Regions from separate parts of the Gossypium arboreum genome. Here region 2 is linked to region 1. Evidence: chromatin contacts called from public Hi-C data. All regions are on one chromosome and are shown on one strand. The core of a region is the stretch at or near the end of the contact, and the rest is flanking DNA. Distances in the headings are between cores, read along the strand shown. Region 1 holds the start of LOC108463174 (40S ribosomal protein S28). Region 2 has its middle 20 kb from the start of LOC128280467.

Evidence for each region. A called contact is a pair of places that touch in the nucleus more often than the background predicts.
Region 2: a Hi-C map of leaf shows a contact between it and region 1, with 4 times the contacts expected there. The contact joins the enhancer-like site here to the promoter of LOC108463174 in region 1. A contact is called at or near these places in 2 of 5 Hi-C or Micro-C datasets (both in leaf).

The regions. Positions count from the first base shown.
Region 1 is chr1:75,661,547-75,666,616 of ASM2569848v2, forward strand. It overlaps LOC108463174 (40S ribosomal protein S28), which reads right to left and starts at 2,578. Exons shown (of 2, transcript XM_053029043.1): 1 at 2,431-2,578; 2 at 1,794-2,176. The coding sequence starts at 2,175. The coding sequence ends at 1,978. LOC108466450 (a long non-coding RNA gene) reads right to left here. Exons shown (of 7, transcript XR_001868634.2): 7 at 4,625-4,889.
Region 2 is chr1:75,798,262-75,803,331 of ASM2569848v2, forward strand. No RefSeq gene overlaps it. Among protein-coding and RNA genes, the nearest start is that of LOC128280467, 20 kb to the left of the region's middle. Within about 2 kb of position 1,985, at least 2 of the 2 cell types and tissues checked have an H3K27ac peak or open chromatin away from gene starts, as enhancers often do. A contact at or near this core is called in leaf, where this site is marked.

The DNA.
Region 1 (5,070 bases), core at 1,328-3,827:
TGATAACAATGGTGGTGAATCAAACAACTCGAGTGGTTTTGAAATGTAATTAACAAGAGATGCTATAGCTTCTAGTTTAATGAATTCATTTAAATTGTAAATGCTAATGCAAAATTTTGATGATGTATTTGGTATATAAATATTACCTTTTTTGAAACTTTAATCCAAATGCATGAATATTTTAATTTAGGTTTATGTTTTCTATATTATGTTAGTATATAATATGGGTTTTATATTCAAATTACATTTTAAAATAAAATAATACAAATGTATTAAAATCATTAATTAAAAATTTAAAAATTAAAATAATACAACTGTGTTAATATCTAATTACAAATATTTAATGATTATATTTAAATATTTAAAATATAGTTGATATATTCTAATTAAATTTTATAAATAATTAAGGTTAATTACTTAAAAATATTTAAAATTAATATTTCATATATTAAAATATTAACCATAAGTTATAATAAATTATTTTTTATGTTCTTGCTAAAATATCATAATATTAATTAATTTGAATATTATTTGAATGCATATTTATTACTTTATAATACCATTCTAAAATGAATATTTTATTTCTCAAAAATACTTTTTGACAACAATGCTAAATACTCAAATTTTTTTAAAATAATGCTAAACTAGCCCTACATTTGGTGTTTGGTGATTATTGTTTATGTTAAATTATAAAGTAAAAAGTTAAAAGTTAAAATATGCTTTAAATCCCTATACACTTCATACATTTAGAATTTAATCCTTCTTTCTATTTTCAAAATATAGCCTTCGACTTTTCATATTTAAAATTCAAGTCTAGTTAATACAACCACTAAAATTATTTTATTAAATTTTATGGTATCACATTTTGAAATTAATATATATTCATATGTAAGAATAAAAATATTGATGAAATATTGATAAAGATTTTTCTTAACACACTCATTCGAGATTGTCATGATGATTTTTTTTGTTGAAATAGCATTATTAATAAAATTGACATTAACATTTAAATTGAAATAATTAATAATATTAATTATTTAAACTAACTTATGTTATAATAAAAGTAGAGAGATCGAATTATTAAAATATATACATTACATCTCAAGTTTCGGTATAGCCTAGGGGCCAAAATTGAAATTTCACCATTATCTTAGCATAAGAAAAACGATGCAGCCCTACAAGAAATGAAAAGCCAAGCGTTAATTCTTAAAACCCTTAAGCTATTCAAATTATATATAACACAATGTTTTAATAAAAAGTTAACTACATTAACTATTTAGACTAATAAATAACATTTTAAAAATAAAGACCAAATTATATTAAAATTAAAATATATAAATTAAATATTAAATATTAAATTTAAACATATTAGAACAACCAAAATGTAAAATGCAACGGACTTGGGTTTTATGTACAGGTATATAAATAGGTTTTGAAGCGCCAAAATTTCCATCAACGGAGATAATGCAACGCCACAAAAATTTTCATTTCGAGAAGTCAAATTGGTTTCAAAATCCAGTATTTGAGAAGTTTGATTTATGGACTAAATTGTAAAAGAAGTCAAAATTGAAGGGTTAATGTAAAAAAGCATATGAGAACAAAAAGGGCATTAGCTTAATGTGTCATAGTAGGGAAGGGTTAAGGGCCTCAATTTCATTTCTCTCATCTTCCATAAATATAAAATATATAAGAGGCTAAATTAATACAAATACAACTTACATAATCATAACAAGTGATCATTCAAACAAACAAATCTAATCCCAACATTTTTCTCAAAACGGGAGGCAAAAATATAACCAAAACTCAAAACCAATTCAGTTCATTTCAACATAATCATCATAAAATCCAGGTTTAAGAAACAACCATTCTCCCAAATCGCAAGTCTCGATATACGAATACCTACTAAACGTAATTCAAAAGAAATACGGTAGACAATTCAAAACAAGCATAAACCCCAAAAAGTATAAAAATAACCCTTCAACGAAGCCTCCTAGCTTCTCTCTCAGACTCCAGCAATGTGAGGATATCTCCCTCACGAACCGGTCCCTTCACGTTCCTCATAATGAACCGGTTCTGATCATCCAAGAACTTCACTCTCACTTGCGTCACTTGACCTCTTGAACCGGTCCTTCCCATTATTTTCACCACCACAGCAAACTTAATTTGCGAATCCATTCTGCAACAACAACAACAAAAACAAGTCGAATCTTAGATCTTTAACCTTTAGACAAAGATTACTGACCATAAATTTGAAAACCCATTTCGCAAAGAACAACAAAAATATCCTAGAAAACAGCTTGAAAAGAACGGTTCCACGTATAATTGGCTAACATATTCCTAAAACTAACTCAACGGAAACAAATCTAAAGCTAAATATAACTAAAAACGACAACAGAAACTGCGAGAGAAGAAGAGAATACATGGCTGAACCTTGTTTAGGAGATAGAAGGAGGAGCGGCTGCTTCTCTTGTGAGTTTTGAAGAGGGCGTGCGTAAGCAAACCCTAGATGGGTTGTTGTTATATAAACAAATCTTTTTGATTGACGATTATGCCCAAGGGATTTGAGTTTTCTAATCTGGGTGTTTTGGTCATTTCCTGATTCGATTTAGGGCTTTTGGGATTTATCCGTGGGTGTAGGTGAGACGCATGGTTATTAATTAGTAGATCCTTGATTTGGAGTGTTGAGACCGTCTGATCAGCATAATTTTTAGTTTTAAATTATTTATATTTTTAATTCTTAGCTTGTATTTAAATGTTTTTATGATTTTACACCTTATAAAATATTATAAAGGTATGTGTAAAAATAATATATAATAAATAATATTTATTGACTTAATGATAAATAATTCGTTTATAAATGTATTAAGCATATGTTCAATTCCATGTTAATTTTAGTTTTTATTTAAAAATTATATAAAAATATGAAAATATAAAAAAATCAAACTAATAATAGTCAACTAATAAAAAGATATATTAATAATTTTCTAACTAAATTAGTAGTACTCGATTAACTAATCACACAACTTACTCAAAGATTTAATTAATAATATAGGTAACAACTAAAAGCATTGATTGAAAATATTCCTAGCGATATTTTATTTATTTTATTTTATAATAAAATATATATTAAACAGTAAGTTTTAATATCCTCTAGTTAAGTAAATTATATACATTTATATTAATACAATTATAAATAATTATAATAAATTTAATTTTTATATTATTTAATAAAATTTAATTTTAAATTTATGGTATTAAGTGAATTAAAATTTTAAATGATACTCAACAAAAAGAAATTAATTCTAAATACTTTTAAAGGATAATATTTGATGTATCGCCAATTTATAAGTTTAGTACACAAGTCAATAATCCATATTAAATGACCTCATCAATAAATAAAAAATAAGTATTTAAGGACTTATAATTTTTTAAAAGTTATTTAAGTATAATTAAAATTAATTATTGAGAAGATGAGAAAAATAATTTTATTCTATTTTACTTAATAATGGGGTAGCTTAAAGTGGTTTCCTAAAAGCGTCAATTAATATCTTTATATTTAAACATCAAACACTCCTATTTAAAAATATTATAAATCGTCAATTGAGTGTTAGCTCAATTAGTATAAGCATTATAGCTAGTGTAAGAGAAAGTGGGTTCAACCGTGCTGAAACACATTATTTCTCTTATTTTAACGATTGAGAAAGACTTTAAATAGTTTTAAACATTGTATTAAAAAAATATTATAAACATAAAAGTATAACTATTTAAAATTTAATCTACTACTGATATATAACTTTTTTTAATACAAATTGAGATTTTGTCAATTATTAAATATAAATCACTAATTTTTACTTGTGCAATACGTGTTAATTTTATGTGATAATATAAATACATAAAGTCATCTCATAAATATTTATATATTTTTAAATAATAGATAAATATGATGAAGATATTGATCAACGTCGTGATGTTGAGAGCCACCACATCGTAACATGTGATGCAAAGTGTAGTGCCATTTGAGCAAAAATTATGCAACATCACAATGTGAACCATATGGCGTTGCAACATCTGATCAAATTTTAAACTAAATTGGTCATTATGCACTTATGTCACAACGTTGCCTTGCCATATTGTGACATCTTTAGTCAGATTAGGGAGTGTATTAAAATGAGTTTTAATATTCCTGTAATTGCTTGAAATTTTTTCAATGTAAAAAAAAATTGATTTTGTCTCGGAATTGGTAATTCAAGTCGTTCCAAAAAGTTAAATCGAGAGGTTTTCAATAACGAAGAGTTAGTTTTATAACTTGTTATTCATGGATCATAATTAGATATTAGTCTTAATTTAGATAATATTAAGAAAATTAGAATTTGAGGTATGGACTGTTTTGTAAGGGAATCAATATTTGTGGTGAAAATGTAGAAAATGGTAGAAATTAGATTTAGAAAGAGGTGACACTACAGTAAAACTGACTTTTAGCGGCGTTTTTTTAAGCAAGCATCACTAAAACTATTTGCGGCGTTTTTGCAAGCGCTGCAAAAAATGCCACTATAGGAAACGCCGCTAAAAATCATAAAATTTAAAAAATATATATTATAAAATATTATAAAATTCATGAAAAATATAAAAAAATTAAAATTCATTATCAAAATATTGAGAAGAAGAATAATATCTATGATATAGATATATATCCCACCAAACAAAAAGTTTATCAATAACAATAAAACAAAATACCCCACTTATCAAACTACACCAGAAATCTAACAAAATACAAATAGAACAAAATAACAATAGAATGCATACTTTAAGATCAGTAGTTAGCTCAAACAAATCGTCACTATACATAAATTCAGCTAATCCTGGACCATGTATCCAACAAAAACTCAAACCTGAGAAAAAAGAAACAAAAGTTAATGAATGGCATATGAAGGTAAGAACCAACCAAAATAACAAAATCAGATTCCAGTTATTATGAAAGTAGATAACTTATCTTAAGATAAAGTTTTTCTAAATTCAGAACCTTAAATCAGATTAATAATAAAATATGCAATTAACAAGTCAACATTAACG
Region 2 (5,070 bases), core at 735-3,234, 140 kb after region 1:
TAAGCTATAAATGTGGTTTATGAATGGAAATTTTGAACGTGGAATGGTAAGGTTAATGTGATGAGTTTGAATGGTTAAATGGTATAAATTTGAAAGCTAAGTTTGTATAGGATGGTATGATTATTGGATGCCAAGTTGGTTGAAATGTTGAATTAGATGGGTTATAAATGGTTATATCCATGTGTTAGTATGAATTTGGTTAGTTTTTATGTTGGTTTTAGTGTGTATTTGTGCACCATTTGTGATAAGGTGATAAGTTGGCATGAAATAGGTATCAAAATGCAAGTTTTGGCACTTTTGGCACAGAGGTATCAATACATTGAAAAGGGTATAGGTACATAAGTGGTTTTTCTTTAATTTTTCAAACATCGAACCTTAAAATAGTATCGATACTAAAGTAAAGTATCGATACATAGAAGGAAGTTTCGGTACCTTAAGTATGGTATCGATACCTTTCAATTTCAACTAATTTTTTTGAAACATCGAAGTTTAAAATGGTATTAGTACCTATCAAGGGTATCGATACCTATACTAAGACTTTGAAAATTTTGCAATTTGGTCTTATTTCATGTTCGGATTTAGCAATTGAGCTTTCATAAGCTCAATTGAGTCTTGGAAAAGTTTATTTAGCATGTAATGAGTGCATATATGGAATATTTGAATGTTTAATTGATTTATTTACAGTGTTTTTAGGTAGTTGCTCCAACAACAACTGTACCATTCCATAACTCGAACTCAACAATTGGTTTGGGCAAAAGGTGTTGTAGATACAATACAAATAAGTGAAACCATTACATTCTTCCAAACAACAAGATTCCAATGGAACCAATGGCTCCAGGAAATAACCAAGCACTGAATTCCCAGCTTTTCATCTGTTAAGTGCAATATTAAATCAATAAATTCCAAAACCATCGAGTGCTGCAACTAGCAACCTATAACATCCCATATTTCCCAAGCTCGAAGATAACCTAACAGCACATGATCTAAATTTTTGACTTCATCGCAAACTAAGCATGCAACATCCCCAATCACTCCTTTGTCTACTAGTAGAGCTTTCATAGGAACAAAGCCACATAGGCATCGCTAAACAAAGTTCGTTACCTTTGAGGCAAGCCAGCTATCCCACAAAATCGACCTAGGCTCTTCTAAAAATGTTGTTCAATATTCATGGTGGTGGTCAATGCTAATTTGTACCTGGATTGAACAAAATAATGCCCATCCATACTGAAATGCCAAACAGGATAATCCAGCATTGGGTAATACGGAACTAGTAGCCACAAAACACGTCCAACATCAAATTGTGTAAGAATGACTTCAATAAAATCCTTATCCCAAGACTTATCATCAACAATTAATATATTTTTCACTTTTGAATTTTCCATACCCGGGAGAGGCAATGGTTCTACAAAAAAAATTCTTATCATCATTAATCCTAAGGTGTTTAAAAACCTCAATACTGTCACCATCCCCAAACTACCAACGGCAGCCTTATACTAATAGTGGCCTAGCAGCCAATAGGCTCTGCCATATGTAGGATGGATTTGATCCCTCATCTGCTTCAAGAAGGTACCGTTAGGAAAATATTTAGCTACATAGAGACGAGATAGCAACGTTCGAAAGAAATCGAAAAGCTTGTTTGCCAAGAATGGCCAAATTGAAGCAACATAAATTCCAAAAATCTATGCCACCAAACTTTTTAGGAGCACATAAATTGTCCCAAGCCGCCCAATGAATGCCACTGCGGTCAGAAGAGCTTGAACCCCACCAAAAGGAGTTCATCATATTCTTTAGCGCATCCCATATTAAAAGGCAACAAAAAAAATTCATACAAAATATAGGAATGGACTGAGCTACAATTTTAAGTAGTACCTCTTTCCCTAGCTTTAAAAGCATCTTATACTTCTAGCAAAAAAATGTGCTTACTGAGCTTCTACCGCCAAAACGAAAAAATCTACTTCTTATTATGACCAATTAAAGATGGAAACCTAAGATAGCAACCATAATTAAGAGGGGCAATAACCCCCAAAGTTGCTATGATGGACTTACACATGAAGAGGAGAGTGCTAGAGCTAAACATAATAGTTGATTTCTAAAAATTGATCGCTCGCCCAAAACCCGCTTCATTATTTTCAACATTTTTGCAATCCAAATGAGAGAGCCGAAAAAATAAAAAACTGTGATGCTAAACTATCAATAATCCTCCAAATCTTAAGGTTGAGGATAATTACATGCTAAAGTGCCTTCAACTAACCTACATCCTTTTCAAGTAACAATAATACTTTTTAGATATAAGTATAATCCAGATTAACTTTGTCTATTGCATTTTTCATATTGGTTGGACCAAGTCAGTATGGCATTAACTTTGTGGCAGACTACTTTTCAATTATTGCATGCAATGATGATTAAGCAAAGTTGTTAGTATTTTATAGTCACACGTCATTTTCATCGCTTTAGAATTCATTAGTTTTACTATTCTCTATCTATTTCTTGTTAAATAATGATAATTCTTTACAAGAAAAAATTTAAAATATTTCACAAGTGTTTATATTTTTGGTAAATTTAAATTTAATTTTTTTATATTTTTATTTTTAAAAGTTTAATTTTTTATTTTTTAAATTTAAATTTAGGTCAAGTTGTTAATATTATTAAGATTATTTTGTTATATTCAACTTTATTACAATTATTTTTAGTTGCATTAATTGTTATTTGCATTATTATTAAGTATTTATTTATTTTATTTCAAATATCACATTAATAAATTTAAGGAAAAAATTTAACAAGGGTTAAAATTGAAATTAAATGTAGAAATCTAAAAATAGAGACCAACTTCTTAAAAGTAAAAATACAAAGACTAAATTCTAAATCATGAAAAATTCAAAGACCTATATTATATTTTAACAAAAGATTCTTAAAATTTACCTCGATTCTTTCAATCATGATACAAATATAATTTGTTTAAAATAATTAACACCATATAATGAGGTAGCATGATTTATTTTAGGGCTAAATAAGGTTGTTTTTATTTCATTCACTTTATTTTTCTATTATTAATTTGGTCATCCAAAAAAGAAATTGATCAATTTGACAACTGTTTTGATAATGGTAACAGAATGCTGACTATGCATTTCCATGTTAGTCACTCTAAAATTAATGTAAACTATCTTTTAGTCACTTTAAATAGGAGTTGTTTCTATTCGGGTTGCCCTAAAATAATACGTGAAAATGAATCATTGTCTTTCCATTACCATTTAACGATAGAGAGATCACTTTAAACAATTTTTTTTAGAGTGACAAAATTAACAAAAAAATAGAGTGATGAAAATAAAAACAAACACCATTTAAGGTGAATAACAAAATAATTTACCCTTTATTTTATTTTTACATCTCCAATCAATGAAATATATAGGTTGAAGGTATGTTCTTTGTTGCGGTAAAAAAACACTTTCATGTCAAAAGTATTTTTTTACTACAAAAATAATAAAAACTATTTGATTTTTGGAGTCAAAAGTGAAATTAAAAAGTACTTTTTCACTTGTCTAGCTTGTGTTTGGAAGAGTTAGTTCTTTATCGTTGTTGTAGTTGAAAAGCATTTTTAGAAAAGGTGTTTTTAAAAAGTGTAGTACAAAAATGGCGTGAAAAAAATATTTTTTATTAACTTTGAAGGTTAAAATGTCATTTTTAGATATTATAAACAATTTGTTAGGTTATAAGATATTTAGATAATTTAACATCAAATATAAATTTTAAATGCTTTCTTAAATAATTAATTTAAATTATTTGTAAAATTAATATTATATATAAAAATATTTCAAAAATTAAATATAAGAATAAATAAATTTTAAATAATTTAATATAAAACAGAAATCAATTTAATTTTATATACCTTTTGAATATAAACAAAACTATTTAATGTAAAAATTATTAAATATTTTTATTTATATTAATCGTTGAAATAAATTAAAAATACAACTTCTATTGGCATGTAAACAATTTAAAATAAAAAAATCTCAGCTCAATGCATTGTATTAGCATATTATTTATCTAAAACCAAAGAGATGGTTGACTAAAAAAGCAAATGTTAGATTGGACCGTTAAAAATGTTGTTACACGTGAGCCGATAAAGTGGCGTGAATATTTATATCAAACGCGTTGACTGTCGGAGACCACGTTTGGAGTCCGCGTTGGAAATTGCCACGTCGACCACTATTTCTTTAGCTTTTCATTTCTGTCCCTATAGATGTCGCCGTTATTACTTTCGTCGGGTTATTTTTGAATAATGAAAGATGCGTTTGACCATAAACAACAAAATTAAAACCAAAAGAAAAACTTTATTGGTTAATCACCAACGCTTCCTTCATGCTTACATAAACTTCTATTAATACTATACTTAATTTTTTTCAAGGGAAGGTATGGGATTTCAGAGTCTTTTCTTTGTGAAACTTGTAATATCTTGATTTTAGGCTTAGTCGGAACAGTAATTTCGGAACCACAAATACGATGAGGAAAATTTTACTTTTATTATATTTTTATGGACTACGCTTTCATAAAATGATTTCATGAAAATTTTGTTCGAAAATTTCGACTTTTGGGCACTCAATTTAGTAAAAAGGACTAAATTGTAAAAAGTGCAAAAGTTGAGTTCTACATGTTAGAAGTATCAAATTATTATGAAATTTTAAATGAGAGGTCCTTAAATGATAATTAAACCATTGTTTAACTTGTTGGACAAAAATGGCCTTGATTAGGTAAAATTTGAAAGAATAGTAAAAATGGCATTTTGGTTATTTAGGGGTAAAATGAATTAAAAGACAAATTTTAAACTCCAAATGTGTCCCTTTCTTATTGCTACAGTAGAATGTACCAAGAGTAGCCATGGTTAGGGTTTGACCAAGCTTCCAAGCTTAATAGTAATTGATTCTAAGCTCCGTTTTTAATGTTCTATGTATTTTTGAAATCCCGGTAACATGATCTGCTCATTTCTACCATAATTTTGAGCTAGGATTTATGTTTAAAAATTTATCCATCAATGATATGCATGTATTTTGATGTTTAATGGTAGAATATGAAGCT